Linked DNA regions of Mus musculus: all the other regions are linked to region 2. A link is a contact called in public Hi-C and HiChIP or PLAC-seq data. All regions are on one chromosome and are shown on one strand. The core of a region is the stretch at or near the end of the contact, and the rest is flanking DNA. Distances in the headings are between cores, read along the strand shown. Region 1 has its middle 180 kb from the start of Gm23860. Region 2 overlaps Tox (thymocyte selection-associated high mobility group box). Region 3 has its middle 170 kb from the start of Gm23860.

Region 1 (4,225 bases), core at 641-3,140, 1.1 Mb before region 2:
ACAGTACAGTTATTATATTTATGATTTGAATGCCTAGATTGGGCAGGTCTACCACTACACTACTATATTCCCCAGCTATGAGATCCCTTGCTACTTGTGGCTTCTCCAGGCCATGCAGTTCTGCTCCATCTTCCTTCCATCTCTTCTTCCTCTGTCCTTCCCTTTCTCTTCCTCCATTCTCTAAGACCTCCAGCCCCACCTTTCCCTTCCACTGCCCAATAACAGGCTCTAGCCTTTATTCAACCAGTTAGAATGGGAAGAAAGTTCACATGAAATCACCTGAGTATGTGATTCCTCTTGAGGAAGCAGAATTCACATCAGAATACAAACAGCACCAGGGCAACCCACAAGTCACCATGCGATGGAAATGTCTTCCTACTCCTTTTTACTGCAACACTATTAATAATGATTGTTTACTCAGACTACACATCCACCAAGAGATGAATGAGTAGAGAAAACGAGGTCATGTATATTATGCGACTTTTTTTCAGTAATAAAAGAAAGTTAAACTATGTCATTTTCAAGAAAATGGCCTAAACTGGAGATTATTGAGTTAAATCCATTTAGCCAGACTCAGAAAAACAAATCTCACTTTTTCTCTCAGATGAGGTGTTCTAATTTCAATGTAAAAAACGTGAAAGTAGAAGAGAGACTGGAATGTGGGAAAGAATGAATGGGGGCAGGTAGAGGGAAACAGGAGATGGTAACATGGGCTAATTAGTACATGCTATATGGAGAATTTTATTAAACCCATGATTTGTGTAATTAATATATACCAACAAAATGCAGGAAGAAAAGACTGGGAGTGTGTTAGAGTGCTTGTTTAATGTTTAAAACCCTGGGTTCACTCCTCAGCACTATGGGAAAATGGGGTGATTTAAAACACACACACACACGCACACACACACACACACACACACACACACACACCAGCAAAGTAAAATGACAGTACTCCCACAAATAAGAATCTTTAGGATATATACATATGTTGACTTCTATTAGTTTTCCCTATTGTTTTTATTTTTGTATTTATTTTCAACTGATCCACAAAGTCAAAACTTGTACATATTAATATATTATTTTGTGTTAAAGTATTTATCTTTTCAACATTTATCCTTTCTTTATGGTGAAAACTTTCAGAATATTTTCTTCTAGAGCTTTAAATGTGCAATATGTAATCTATAGTTATCTTAGTAGGACAGCATGCTGGATTCCTGTCTATCTGTAACTGTGCCCAGTGAGGAACGATTCTTTATCTTTCTATTCTCAAAGAGGAATTTTAAAACAGTGTTTATGACAATGTTTAAGTGTATATATGTTAAAAGATGAACACGAGAAAAGACACAGATGATAGAAAATAGAGGCAAATGAAAATTTCAGATACTAAATATTGAATTTACTGTATATTATGAAAAAATAAAGCAAGCAGTTAAAATGAGCTTGACACTAGAAATCTAATGCAGAAGGAAGGAGAAGAGGGTGGAGGGAATGGCTGAGTGGCCTTCTTAAGCATGTGTGAGCTAAGACCGAGTGGCTACAATATATGTAATAGAGTTTCAGAAGGAGAGAGAAGGGATGATGGGTAGAAGAAATCCTTGCAGATAATGACCAAAGTATTTCTCATCTTAATGAAAAGGGTAAGGCTTAAATATATGAAGAAAAATTAATCACAATCAAATGTTTTTAAAGTCAGTGAGAAATACAAAAATATGGAAATGATTCTTATTAAAATGGACACACTTTCCACACTGCAAGGGTCCTCAGCTTCAGCACTGTAGGAAATGTGCAGATAATTCCTTGATTGAGGGAGCATTCTTGTATTGAGAATGTTTAGCAACATCCTTCACCTTTGCCCACTAGATGGCAGTAACAACACCCCTCAGTGGCAATCAAAGTGTCTGCAGATGCTGTCTATTTCCCTTGGGGAGAAAATTGCCCCCTATCAGGGATCACTGTCCATAGGAGCACAGATGAAAATAATTTCAGAGTTCTTATGAAAAATTTGCAATCCGGATGACAACAGTACACAGCTTCAAAATGTCAGAGGAGGGGACTGTCAAATTGATATTCTGTATTCCCTTAAAATGTTCCTTAGAAAACCCATTTTTATTTCAATAAAACTACAGCTGAGAGAATTCATTGCCAATAATCTTGCACTATAAGCAGTGTGAAAGAAAGTTCTCCTGGCTTGAGGGAAACGATACAAGTAGAAACAGTTTTATAATGAAATAATGCCAGATATGGTGAATATGAAGAGAAAAATATAAAATGCCATTTCCTCTGATATTTTTTATGTCCTTAAAATATTCTTGTCAATTTCGATCAAAAGCAATACTGTACACTGTAAGATTAGTAGCAATGGGACAAAGAATGGTACAGAGGGAGAAACATGTGCTATGCATGAAGAGGTTCTCACTTGAAAGCAACTTGTGCTAAGTTATTGTAGATATTCATGCTACAAACTGTCCAGCAGTCACATTAGTAAATACATATGTTGAGTCAGAGATATCAAGGATGGGATGTGATGAAAGAATTACTCAGTTAATGCAGAATTCCTTGGTGGAGAGGAATGAAGAATGGATCACGTAGGAAATGCACAGACTTACATCCAAATATGTCAATGAATATGTGAAATAAAGTAGTCTAAATATTCCAGCTTAAAAACAGAAATAACCAGACATCAAGAGTTAGCTGTATGCTTTCTAAATGTAGAAACAGTTTTCTCCAAAAAAAAAGGGGGGGGGTGGTAATTCTCTACTGCATCAACAATATGGCTAGTGTCATGAAAGATTCTTTCCTAAAGAACACTAACATTTTATTTCATTTTTACATTATAATGTTTTAGCCTCATTACATTTTAATCTTTGAGGCTGAGCAACACAGGCATATTTGTAAAATTGTGAAAAAAGTGAGCACTGGGGACAGCTGCGAGGAGTTGTAGATTGTCAAAGGAAACATCAGGTTTTGCCCCAGAGATTAACCACCCTGAACCGGCTAGTCCAAATAATGCCAGTGGCAAAACACCACTCCCCTTGAAGAGTGCTTCTTCCTTTGTTTTTGAAAAAAATTCAATATATTTGATCATGTTTTCCCTTCTCCCAGTTTCTCCTATTCACTTCAACGTTATGCTTTTCTCTCTTTCAAAAATAAACAAATAACAACAACAGAACAAGAAACCCAATCCTTGCCCTCCAAACAACACAAAAATAAAAAAAAAAAAATTAACCCAGCAAAAGGCCAATGAGACAAGACATGTCAAAATAAAGCAACATGAAACAAAAATAGCATTGCGCTCCTTCTGTGGTGGTCCAGTATGCCTGGGCATGGGTCCTGCCTTGCAGTGTGGGTGATATACCCAGTGTCACTTCACTGCAGTATGGGTGATACACCCAGTGTCACGTCACTGGACAAGACTGATTTTCCCTTTGTCAGCAGGTATCAATTGTGGATAGCTTCTTGACTAAGGGTGGGACCCCATGTCCACTAGTTCTACTAAGTGCTGGGACCTCATCTGCCTTATATCTGTGCAGACATATGCATAATACCACAGTCTCTATGAGTTCATACGTGCATCAGTCTTGCTTGTCTGGAAGACAGTTCTCCATTATCTCTGGCTCTTACAATCTTTCTACTTCATCTTCAGGATAGATTCTTCAGTCTTGAGGCCTTGATGAAGACACCCAATTTAGGATTGAGTGCTTCAAGGTCTCTCACTCTTTGCACATTGTCCATTTGTCTCCATGTTAGCTCTCATCTACTGCAAGAGGACGTTTCTTTGCTAATGGATGAATGAGGTACTGATCTATGAGTATAGAAGAGTGTCATTAGCTGTTATTTCTTTACTATATTCCTTTACCAGAATTGTAGTATTTTCTTTTCCCTTAGTCCAATGGCCTATATAGAATCAAGTTCTTGGTCACTTTAGAAGTGTTAGGTATGGCTCCATCTTATGGAATGGTCCTTAAATCCAATCAGAATATGGTTGGTTACTTCCAGAACAGTTGTGCCACTGTTGCACTGGACTATCTTGCAGGCCAACCACTGTTGTATGTGGCAGGATTGTAGTTGAAGTGATGGTTACCTGTATCCTATGGTAGCATGCAGCGTCTCTTCCAGTCCCATGAACACTAGTCAGTGGATAAAGCCTCTAGTTCAACTTCTCTGTGTTTGATAAGTAAGTGTTTCCTTCATCAATGTGATCTTACCAACAGGTTGTAGAGAGTAA
Region 2 (4,307 bases), core at 1,265-3,764:
TGGTGCCCTCTTCTGGAGTGTCTGAGGACAGCTACAGTGTACTTACATTATATATATATATATATATATATATATATATATATATATATATATATTCTTTAGTGGAAGTAAATTAAGTATTAGTAATAGCTTAATACAATTTCTGAAACAAAGTCAGTAGTTGATTATAAAGGCTAGTCCTTAATCCACCTGTTTAAAATCCCTGAGCTAAATTGAGTACCCAGTTTCCAAATGCTTTGGGATTAGAAGTATTTTAGAAACTTGAGTGTCTTCAGATCTTGCAACATTACATATACACGAGCTATCTTGTACATGGGTCTCATATCTAAATATGAAATTCACTAATATTTTTTGTATTCCTCACATGTAGCATTGAAATTTTATAGTATCTTTCATAATTTTGCATGTGAAAGTGTTTGCTGATATAAACTTTTCACCTGTTTTATGTTAGTTTAAGACATCGCAGATCTTATACCATTTTGAGTTTGGATTTTCAGATTAGGGAAGCTCAGCTTGTACACCCTTCCAAGCTGGGATGAAAATTACCATTGTCAAAATGGCTCATGATGAAATAAATATTCATGCACTCTTTTGCTTATTTTCCACAAACAGCACCTACTATGCACTCATCAGTTATTTTCTATTTATCAACTTATCACTCGAATTTAAAGAAAGAAGAATCATAGAGCTACAGCCAAGTTTTATGAGAAGAAATGCTTTTATATAGCAAATCAATCTCCCAAATGTTCAATAGCCAAACCATAGACATATTAAATAACCAGCCGTTAAGTAAGGTGATGCTGTGCAATGACTACAAGAGGAAAGCACACACAGGAAGCGCATTCCTACTGCACTGGCTGAAGCCACACCTCCATGTGTGGTTACTGTTTGCCTGCTCCAAGTGACGATGTGCCTGTGGGAAAAGACACCTAGGAAATGAGCATTTCTTTCCGTTATGCTATAAGCACGTTACAGTTGAGACACAAAGTAAAATCTCATTTTTGGCTGGGCAGTCTTTCATTGTCTTGTAGTTTCCGCAGCAGTAAGTATCTACTGTTAAAAGCAGAGCGCTGGCCTACTTCTGTCTATTTCCATTACTGTGCGCCTTTGTACCACATTGTCTTTCTCCTGGTGCCTAGTGGAACATTAAGGTTCATAATTATTTTGATAAGATCAGGGTTGTGGGCCCTTTTGTTGTTTTTCGGCTTCCTTATTTGCTAATAATTCAGATTCAGTGCTGAAGACTAACAAATCTCTTGACCAGGCAGGTTGGAAATGCAGAACTCTGAAAATAATACAGCAGCGATATTTTATAGACCTTTCGATGTGAAAAAGCTTATGGTCCAAATTCATATCACTGAGAGAAGTGAATGAGAGCTTACTATTCATGTAGGCAAAGAATGCATCCTGCTGAGAAAATTAATCAGGATTTACCTAAGTAAAAATTATAAACAGAAGTCTCAGGAGTCGTTGATAGGTTACAATATCTAGTTGAATCAATCCTGCACAAACTACACAGGATGATCTGTTTCTTTAAAAAATGCTCAGTGGTGTAAAAAGGAATAAAATTACATTTGTTTTTGGTCCTGAGTGGTTACAGTAGGATTATTGACTACCCTGTAATTCAATGCCCCATTTAACGAGAATGATATTAATTATGAGCACATTATTTTAAAAATTTCCAAAGCAGATTCTTTTGTGTCCACAGTGTGAAAACTCAGTGTCTGCCCATAGTCAGAGTTAGCTCTCCCTACAGTCCAGGGCAGCATGGAGGGGAGGCCAGCAAGTGGTTTGTGTGCATCTGGACCTTTCGGTGTCACTCAGGAAGCCTGGAAAATCTTTCAGCAAAAATGCTCATGCCATTTACCTCAGCATGACCTCACAGGCCCAGCATCTTGAGTCTGTCCAAGGATGTTTTATCCACAGCGCAGCCCACCTTGAAAGTTGTTATTCTAGAATATTCTTTATCCTAGAGTGAAATGTGAGGGCTCTTCTGCGTCACCGAACCCAAGGGTTAAGGTCAAGGGTAAGGGCAGAAAGGGAGATCCTTCCAACGCCTGCCCTGCCTTCCTATGCAGGTGCTTCAGATGTTTTCTCTTCACTTAGACCCTTGTCCATGAAACTGACTCAGCTTCTCTGAGGAGCATGTGAGGCTGCCATTCAAGGACATCTGACAACTGCAGTTTTCCTTGGAACATCACCATGTTAGTTGTTAGAACAATTTCAACGGACTACGTGGCGTTATGAGTTCACACAGTCTTGACTTGCAACTTATGGTCTTAGAGAAAATTTTTAAAAATTTAGATTACTTGAAAACCTTTCGAAACTGAAGCTTTTATGCCACTAGGGAGTGCAAAGCAGTCAGGTGTGCTTAGCCTTTATGCCATGGTTGTTGGTACAATCGAGAACGCACACTCTCTCTTTTTCTTTTTGAGTGGAACACATGAAGGAAAGCAGTTGCGAGAGACGGAAACCAACTCTTTTTCCATTCACCTTATTATTGAGCTGTGGTTTCCCAGCTTCCGTTTCTGTTATCAGAAGATCTGAAGCAAAGCTTCAGTTATGCAGAGAGAATGAGTTAACATCTAATCAAGTAGGAAAATAGCTTTAAACACCTGCTCCGAATTTGTAATATAATATTCAGAATAATATGACCTGGTAAATTACAGTTTAAAACCAGTGTAAGAAGCATGTCCTATTATAATGTCCATCAGGCATTTAATACCATTGTTCTTGTTTATTTCGTTTACTTAAGTTATAAAGAGTGTGTCTCATTCTTCTGAGAAATCTAGCATCTAACAGGTGTTTAATAACAGCATGCCTCTATGAAAATTATCTCAAGGGCACCCTTAGCAAAGGAGAGCAAGTCATTAAATACTAGTTTTAAAGTGACCTCAAAGCTTTACAATTAAGCAGCAAAGCTCACTTGTTATGCCTGTCTCCCTCTAGGGGATGATATGGTGCCAGGGACAGTGTGTTGGTGTTTTGAGAGACACTGGAGAAAGACAAAGAAAGGCAAATTTCTTAGGGTAGTATGCAAGCTGAAGAGAGAGAGGGAGGGAGAAGGGAGGGAGAGAGAGATATTAAGACAGAGAGAGATAGAGAGACAAAGAGAGATGGAGAAGGAGAGAGAAGAAGGGGAAGTGAAGGAGGAGTGAGATCAAAGTACAGTGTGCATGGACATGGCCTTTCCAAATTCATTTATTTCCAAACACAGTAGTATGAGTCTCTAACCGCCTCAGTGTGATAGCAGCAGATGTTCATTGCAACTACTGCAGAAAGCAGTGACTGTAGTGGAAAGGTGCTGGTCCCCAGCAGCCTGATGGAGGTATCACGCCTCCCAGAGGTAAAAAGAAAAATGGACTCTTAAAGGAAAGAAGTCTGCCTTTCTCATGGAGGTGATTGTAGCTGTGAACAGTAAAGAAGCAATATAGACACCCTCAACAGTGTATTATCCTTCATGATAATCGAGGGGGCAGCTAATGATTTGAGTGGGAGAGTGACTCAGAAGTCTACCAGACTCACACTCTACTAAGCTGTAGGAGTCTCTTATTGAAAATCTGCATCTTAGGCAGGTAAAGAAAATAGAAAGGAATCATAGTAAAAATAATTTATTCATATATACATAGACTATTTTGTTGCACGAGCTTAAATTGCCTTTTCCACAGCAACCAGTTTGGATCCAATTGAATACAATAAATGTCTTGTGACAGTGCTTGCATTTTTGCTTTGTGATTTCGGGCAAATGCAGAAAGATTACTGATGCATTCCTAGTCCAGAAATATGGTCTCTATTGATTGCGTTGACATGATAAATAGCAGTTTTACATGTTAATATTTATTCAGAGATGCTATTGCATCTATTATGAGCGTAAGTGCTTATAGAACCATTTATTGACATTCATTTTTAGTTGAGCCTAAGTTATCATTAGTGGTCTTTCCATAAATAGGCATTTGACACTTGAATATATTTAATAAAATGCATGTGCTAATTGTATTTGCCTGGACTCACAAGTCATGTTTTTAAATGGGGAAAATTAAATTGATATTTTTAAGAAATAGATTATTTTTGTTTGGGAGAGAAGTTACGCAAATAAAGACATTTTGTAAGGTAGATGGTTTATTTTCTCCTGGTTATTGAAAACCAAATAAAACAAAAATCCAATCCTGTCATTAGTGCTTTAACTAGCATAATTGGATAATGCTTACTTTTACATTGTTGTATGTCTTAGCACCCAGAATAATTCACTGCACACAGTAGACATGTGGATATTAATTATAAGAAACAATATATTTAAAGAAGAAAAT
Region 3 (4,667 bases), core at 2,039-4,538, 1.1 Mb before region 2:
TACTGGGTTTCCAACGCAAGACTGGTATATGGTGTTAAATGAAAAACAGAGGTGTGGCATTGAAACATTCAGAAGACAATCGGTGCGGCGTGGTAGAGCCTGGCTATTGGCAGTGAGAGTCTGGGAAGAGGTAAAGCTCAGACTCCTAGGCCTGGTGGTGCAGTATTGATGCTAGAGGCATAGTGCTTAGCAGTTCACATGAAGTTTGAGAGTGGGATGAGGAAGGGAGAGAGGAAAGACAAGCTTTTTATATACTTACCATGTGCTCAACATTTAATCTCCTTTAGCAAAATGGATAGTGGCTTAAGAAGAAATCATTTCATGCAACATAAGAAAGAATTTTTCCTTTCAAGCAGTTGACTGAAGCGCAAGTCTTTTCAGTCACTTCCAGTTCTCTGGTATCCCAGTTTGTTCTGATGGCTTTCTAGCCTTTTGCAGGCTTAGTGACTGACTCAAAGTCAGGATGTGGAGTTTTGCGTGATAGTGGACTATTCAAACGACACATGCTTTCTTGTGAAACATAAATTTAGAATTGTGTTCCTAAAATGAACTATGTGATTCGAAATATAGTCATTTTTGACAATCAATTAGTGTGTAAACGGCCTCGCAATGTTTTAGAGAAATGACATTTCAATATTGACACATGAGATATCTAGTACTAAAGAAATAAATCTGGTTTAATATGACAAACACTAATTCCCACCCCAACTAAACATGAGAATATTTCAGTGTTCTCATTTAACAGAACACTGAATTCAGGCCATGTACATGAGGAAAAACATCATTTTAGAAAGTTTCATTCTACCTATATAAGTTGAATTTTGAAAGGATGAGCTACAGGCTTTTATAATTACACAATTCATATGTATAATTAACCTCTCAGGTCCTACATTTGTCCTATTAAGCATCCAATCAAAACTACAGATTCTTATTGGTGAGTGTCAGCAATGTCTTTCTCCATTTTGTCTCTAGTTCTCCAACAGACCAGAATTAATGGCAGTATATATCAGTTACATTTGCATAGTTGATCAATTTTGTGTGTAAGTGATCTAATAAAATGCCTCAGAAGATGGAAGGCCATGTTTAGGTTTAATGCTGTGAAATGGATTTGGGATTGTTGATGAATTCCAGTCTTAGGTTCATTCACTGGCAAATGTTAACTGAACTACAAAAGCATAATTCAGCTACAGCAGTCTGTGAGCCATGAGGATTATCAGATCAAAAATGCAAGTACCCTCATTACTGAATCAACATTGTGTGTCAACAGAGCTTTCAGAATCAAGTATGTTAAGTATAAATATCATCCTAGGAAAAAATTACTGATTCGTTGCCATAGTGGTAATTTTTTTTTCTTTCTTTCTTCTTTTTATAAGACAGGGTTTCTCTGTGTAGCCCTGGCTGTCCTGGATCTCACTCTGTAGACCAGGCTGGCTGGCCTTGAAATCATAAATCTGCCTGCCTCTGCTTCTCAAGTGCTGGGATTAAAGGTGTGTGCCACACTGCCCGGCTGGTAATTTTCTACTTGTTGCAAGTGGAGAAAAGTTTTGGCTTTTGTTCTTTGTTTGTAATCTTTTCTGGTGAAATCCATATCGTACTGGCATTTCTCTGGACTCATAGAGAGGCAATGATTCTGAATTGCAAGAACTGAGGCAGTTCTTAAGATAGACATGCTTATAGATGAGCAAAGGGGACTTCATTAGGCTTAATGGAAATATCCCTTGAGAGTACCCAGCTTCCATTCTTCCAGAATTGTGCTCACAAAAGGATCTCTGACTTCATAACTTTTTTGTGGGAGGAGGATTTGTTTACAAGATTGACTTGGTAAGTAGCTTTCACTCATACGCTAGGTAGGTCTGTCTTTGTAAACTGCTGATCTCTCATCTGGCATCTCTCTTTTTTTCATTTTGCAGTCCTGAGAAGCGAACCTAAGACCTTGTAGGGAAGAATCCTACCACTGAGTTACAACCATAACCTCGACTTTTTCTTCTGTTAGTTCAATTATCCCTTGAGATGGTTTGATCATGAGTATTCTTAATAAATTGAATTTTAAGTCTTGAAGTCATAAGGCCAGAACCTGGGATTTGTGTCCTACTACGCACAGATTAACCTGGGATCTGTGTCCTACTGCGCACAGATTAAAGTATCTGGTGAGAAGCTAAATGCTCTTTTTTTTTTTTTTTTTTGAATTTTATGAACTTTGTCAGAACCATTTGACTTGTTTGTAATTTGATACAGATTTATTATGTATATTATATCTGGAGAATTTCTGATGTTGTGTTTGTGGCTCTGTGGATCCTTTTCTAAATCTGTTGGAATGTTCCATTCTGCCCTCACACATGATGTGGCTAGGTTAATGAAACATCCACACAAGTGAGGAAAACAGAAGCCCTATGCACACTTAAACAATCAGCTGGTTACCAAGCAACATTGTAATTTGTATGGGAGCCACATGGGCACTTGGGAGATCATCTTGGAAGCCCTACCCTCTTGGCATAGTCCTATCTAAAAGCAGCTACAGGGACAGTATCAATTTTATTCTGTGTAACAGATCATATCTGAAGATCCCAGCTGTGAGAAATCAGTTCAGGGAACTGTGATTGACAATAAAACATGAATTCAAACAATTCCTATGCTTTGATATGTAGCTGTAGTGTAACAGTACTAACAGTAGCTAAACACATCTTTCGCTATAGCAATAGATCCTTTGACAAATATATTGTTCTTGAATATTCATAGAAAAGACATGCCATTTCTGGGCATAGCATAGTGGGTAGTACTTATCCAAAGTTTCCTGGGCCCATTGGTTTCCTTGTAAAATCTGAATAGTATTCCACTGCCATCTGGTGGCAAGACTAAATGTCCTAGATGTTTCATGAACTCAGATATGCTTAGTAACATTTGTGAAAAATGTTGAAATATAAATATAAAATACCCCAGGAACCAGCATTAGCAAGGAAAATATTGAGAGTTAGTTGGGGAGGAAAGTTAGCCAAATATACACACAGCAAAAGGAGTGTCTTACTTCTGTCTGTTGCTCTTACCAGCTCTGTATCACTCTTTAAGGAGCTGTGGGTACTAGGGAAATGCTGGGCTATGGGCAGCAGCGTTGTCTCAATCTTTCTTTCATTCTACTACATTTAGGAAGATAGGAAAATCAGAAGTGAAAATAAATGTTCCACTATCTTTCTTTTATGATGTGATTTTGAAATTACAACAGGTTCATGAGGCTGGCTAAGCCTTTTTGATGTGGGCAGTGACTGCTGCGGGGTAGGGGAGGAAACTGAGGAGCAGTAGAAGATGAAAGTGTTCAGGGCTGAGAATGTTTGGTTTTGCAGTCATCAGCAGGCCCAAACCATCAGGAACAGAATTAAAGCCAGTTGCTACAGAATGACTCAGCAAACTTGGCTACCTGAGCCAGGCTTCCCAGTGCTCTGTCAGAGCTGGACACTGTGCTCACAGGTCGGGTGAAGGGCTGAAGCTAGACTTTACCCTGCAGGAATGTCCTTTCTTCTTCAAAACAGATTATGGAGCTAAGGAACTCTACTAAATAAGGACCAAAAATTCAATTTATTTCCAGAAATAATTTTCCATCAAGGAAAAATCAACCATTTTCTTTTCATTGTATCTTGACTACAAAGGCACATCAGCACACTTACTGGAAGTAATGGGTATGTATATCATAGGAGGAAAACTTTCTTCTAAGCAAAGTGATTTTTCTCTGAACTTACATTGTTGAAAGAAACATGGCACTTATTTGATCTTCTCAAGTTGAAATAAATTTCTCTTAGCGTAATATGTATTATAATAATAGTATCTAGTTAAGATTTCATTATGACATTTCAGCTCAATGTAGACCACAGTCCCTGCCATGTTTCTATAAAACATTACTGGGTATGAGATACTCACATTAAGTACAATTGCCGAGATGACTGATGTTTAACTGCAGTCACTTTGTGTCGTTATTAAACTTCATTACAGAGTAAAGCATGTGGGTGGAATTGCGGCGTGATGCTTTTGTCATTTCCTCTTTCCCTTCCCCACGCACTTTTCAGTTACATCAACTCAATCACTTCATCTTATAGACGCAAAGATGAAGAAAGAAGAACAAAAACGTGGCCATTAGGGGAAGCGGCGCGAATGTGCATAGTTAATGGAAACCATTTTGACATTCTGTATTTGATTCCATGCTGTACCTACTCAAACAATTTCAATAGCATATTAGAACAAAATGCTACATTGTGCTGTTCACTAAGAATGCCAGTAATAGACTTCAAAAAAATTACCTTTTCACTGAAAGTATTATCTGCTGAAAATGAAGAAATGTTTTGCATTATGAGAAGCTAACAGTGCCAAGAGGGAATGAGGGCTGGTGTGATGACTGAGTGGGGGTGGAGGGGGAGGGAGTGGGAGCTGACTCTTTACTCTCCAAAATGCTCGCTTTCACTTAGTAACAGGGCAACCATGATATGCCCTCTCAGTCACTGGCCTCTCACTTTATGGATTCTCATTTTCTATATATTGTGATGCTATCATCATTAATCCAACCACAGATTTATGCTCGTTAAGATGGGATTTATAACTCTGTTTCCCACAAGAACAAAATGCAAAGCTGAGTGACTAGTTGTGAGTGTGTTCATTTTGACTGAGAATGGAACTTCCTCTGTAAA

The links. HiChIP or PLAC-seq counts read pairs in DNA pulled down with a chosen protein or histone mark. A called contact is a pair of places that touch in the nucleus more often than the background predicts.
Region 1: a RAD21 HiChIP or PLAC-seq map of pro-B cells shows a contact between it and region 2, with 73 times the contacts expected there. The contact joins two enhancer-like sites. A contact is called at or near these places in 2 of 15 datasets of contacts at CTCF or cohesin (large pre-B cells and pro-B cells), 3 of 484 Hi-C or Micro-C datasets (double positive thymocytes, large pre-B cells and liver), 4 of 115 datasets of contacts at active chromatin or transcription factors (the 230-238 cell line, DN3 thymocytes, T-cell acute lymphoblastic leukemia and 1 more) and 2 of 9 other capture datasets (embryonic tail and embryonic trunk).
Region 3: a contact with region 2 is called in a Hi-C map of the Ba/F3 cell line, with 4 times the contacts expected there. The contact joins two enhancer-like sites. A contact is called at or near these places in 1 of 15 datasets of contacts at CTCF or cohesin (pro-B cells), 3 of 484 Hi-C or Micro-C datasets (the Ba/F3 cell line, the HPC-7 cell line and group 2 innate lymphoid cells), 2 of 115 datasets of contacts at active chromatin or transcription factors (T-cell acute lymphoblastic leukemia and double positive thymocytes) and 1 of 9 other capture datasets (embryonic tail).

What each region holds. Positions count from the first base shown.
Region 1 is chr4:8,003,001-8,007,225 of GRCm38.p6, reverse strand. No RefSeq gene overlaps it. Among named protein-coding and RNA genes, the nearest start is that of Gm23860, 180 kb to the right of the region's middle. Within about 2 kb of position 1,890, at least 2 of the 459 cell types and tissues checked have an H3K27ac peak or open chromatin away from gene starts, as enhancers often do. A contact at or near this core is called in pro-B cells, where this site is marked.
Region 2 is chr4:6,900,483-6,904,789 of GRCm38.p6, reverse strand. All of the region lies in intron 1 of Tox (thymocyte selection-associated high mobility group box), which reads left to right. Among named protein-coding and RNA genes, the nearest start is that of Tox, 88 kb to the left of the region's middle. Within about 2 kb of position 2,514, at least 45 of the 459 cell types and tissues checked have an H3K27ac peak or open chromatin away from gene starts, as enhancers often do. A contact at or near this core is called in the Ba/F3 cell line, T-cell acute lymphoblastic leukemia and pro-B cells, where this site is marked.
Region 3 is chr4:7,986,147-7,990,813 of GRCm38.p6, reverse strand. No RefSeq gene overlaps it. Among named protein-coding and RNA genes, the nearest start is that of Gm23860, 170 kb to the right of the region's middle. Within about 2 kb of position 3,288, at least 27 of the 459 cell types and tissues checked have an H3K27ac peak or open chromatin away from gene starts, as enhancers often do. A contact at or near this core is called in the Ba/F3 cell line and T-cell acute lymphoblastic leukemia, where this site is marked.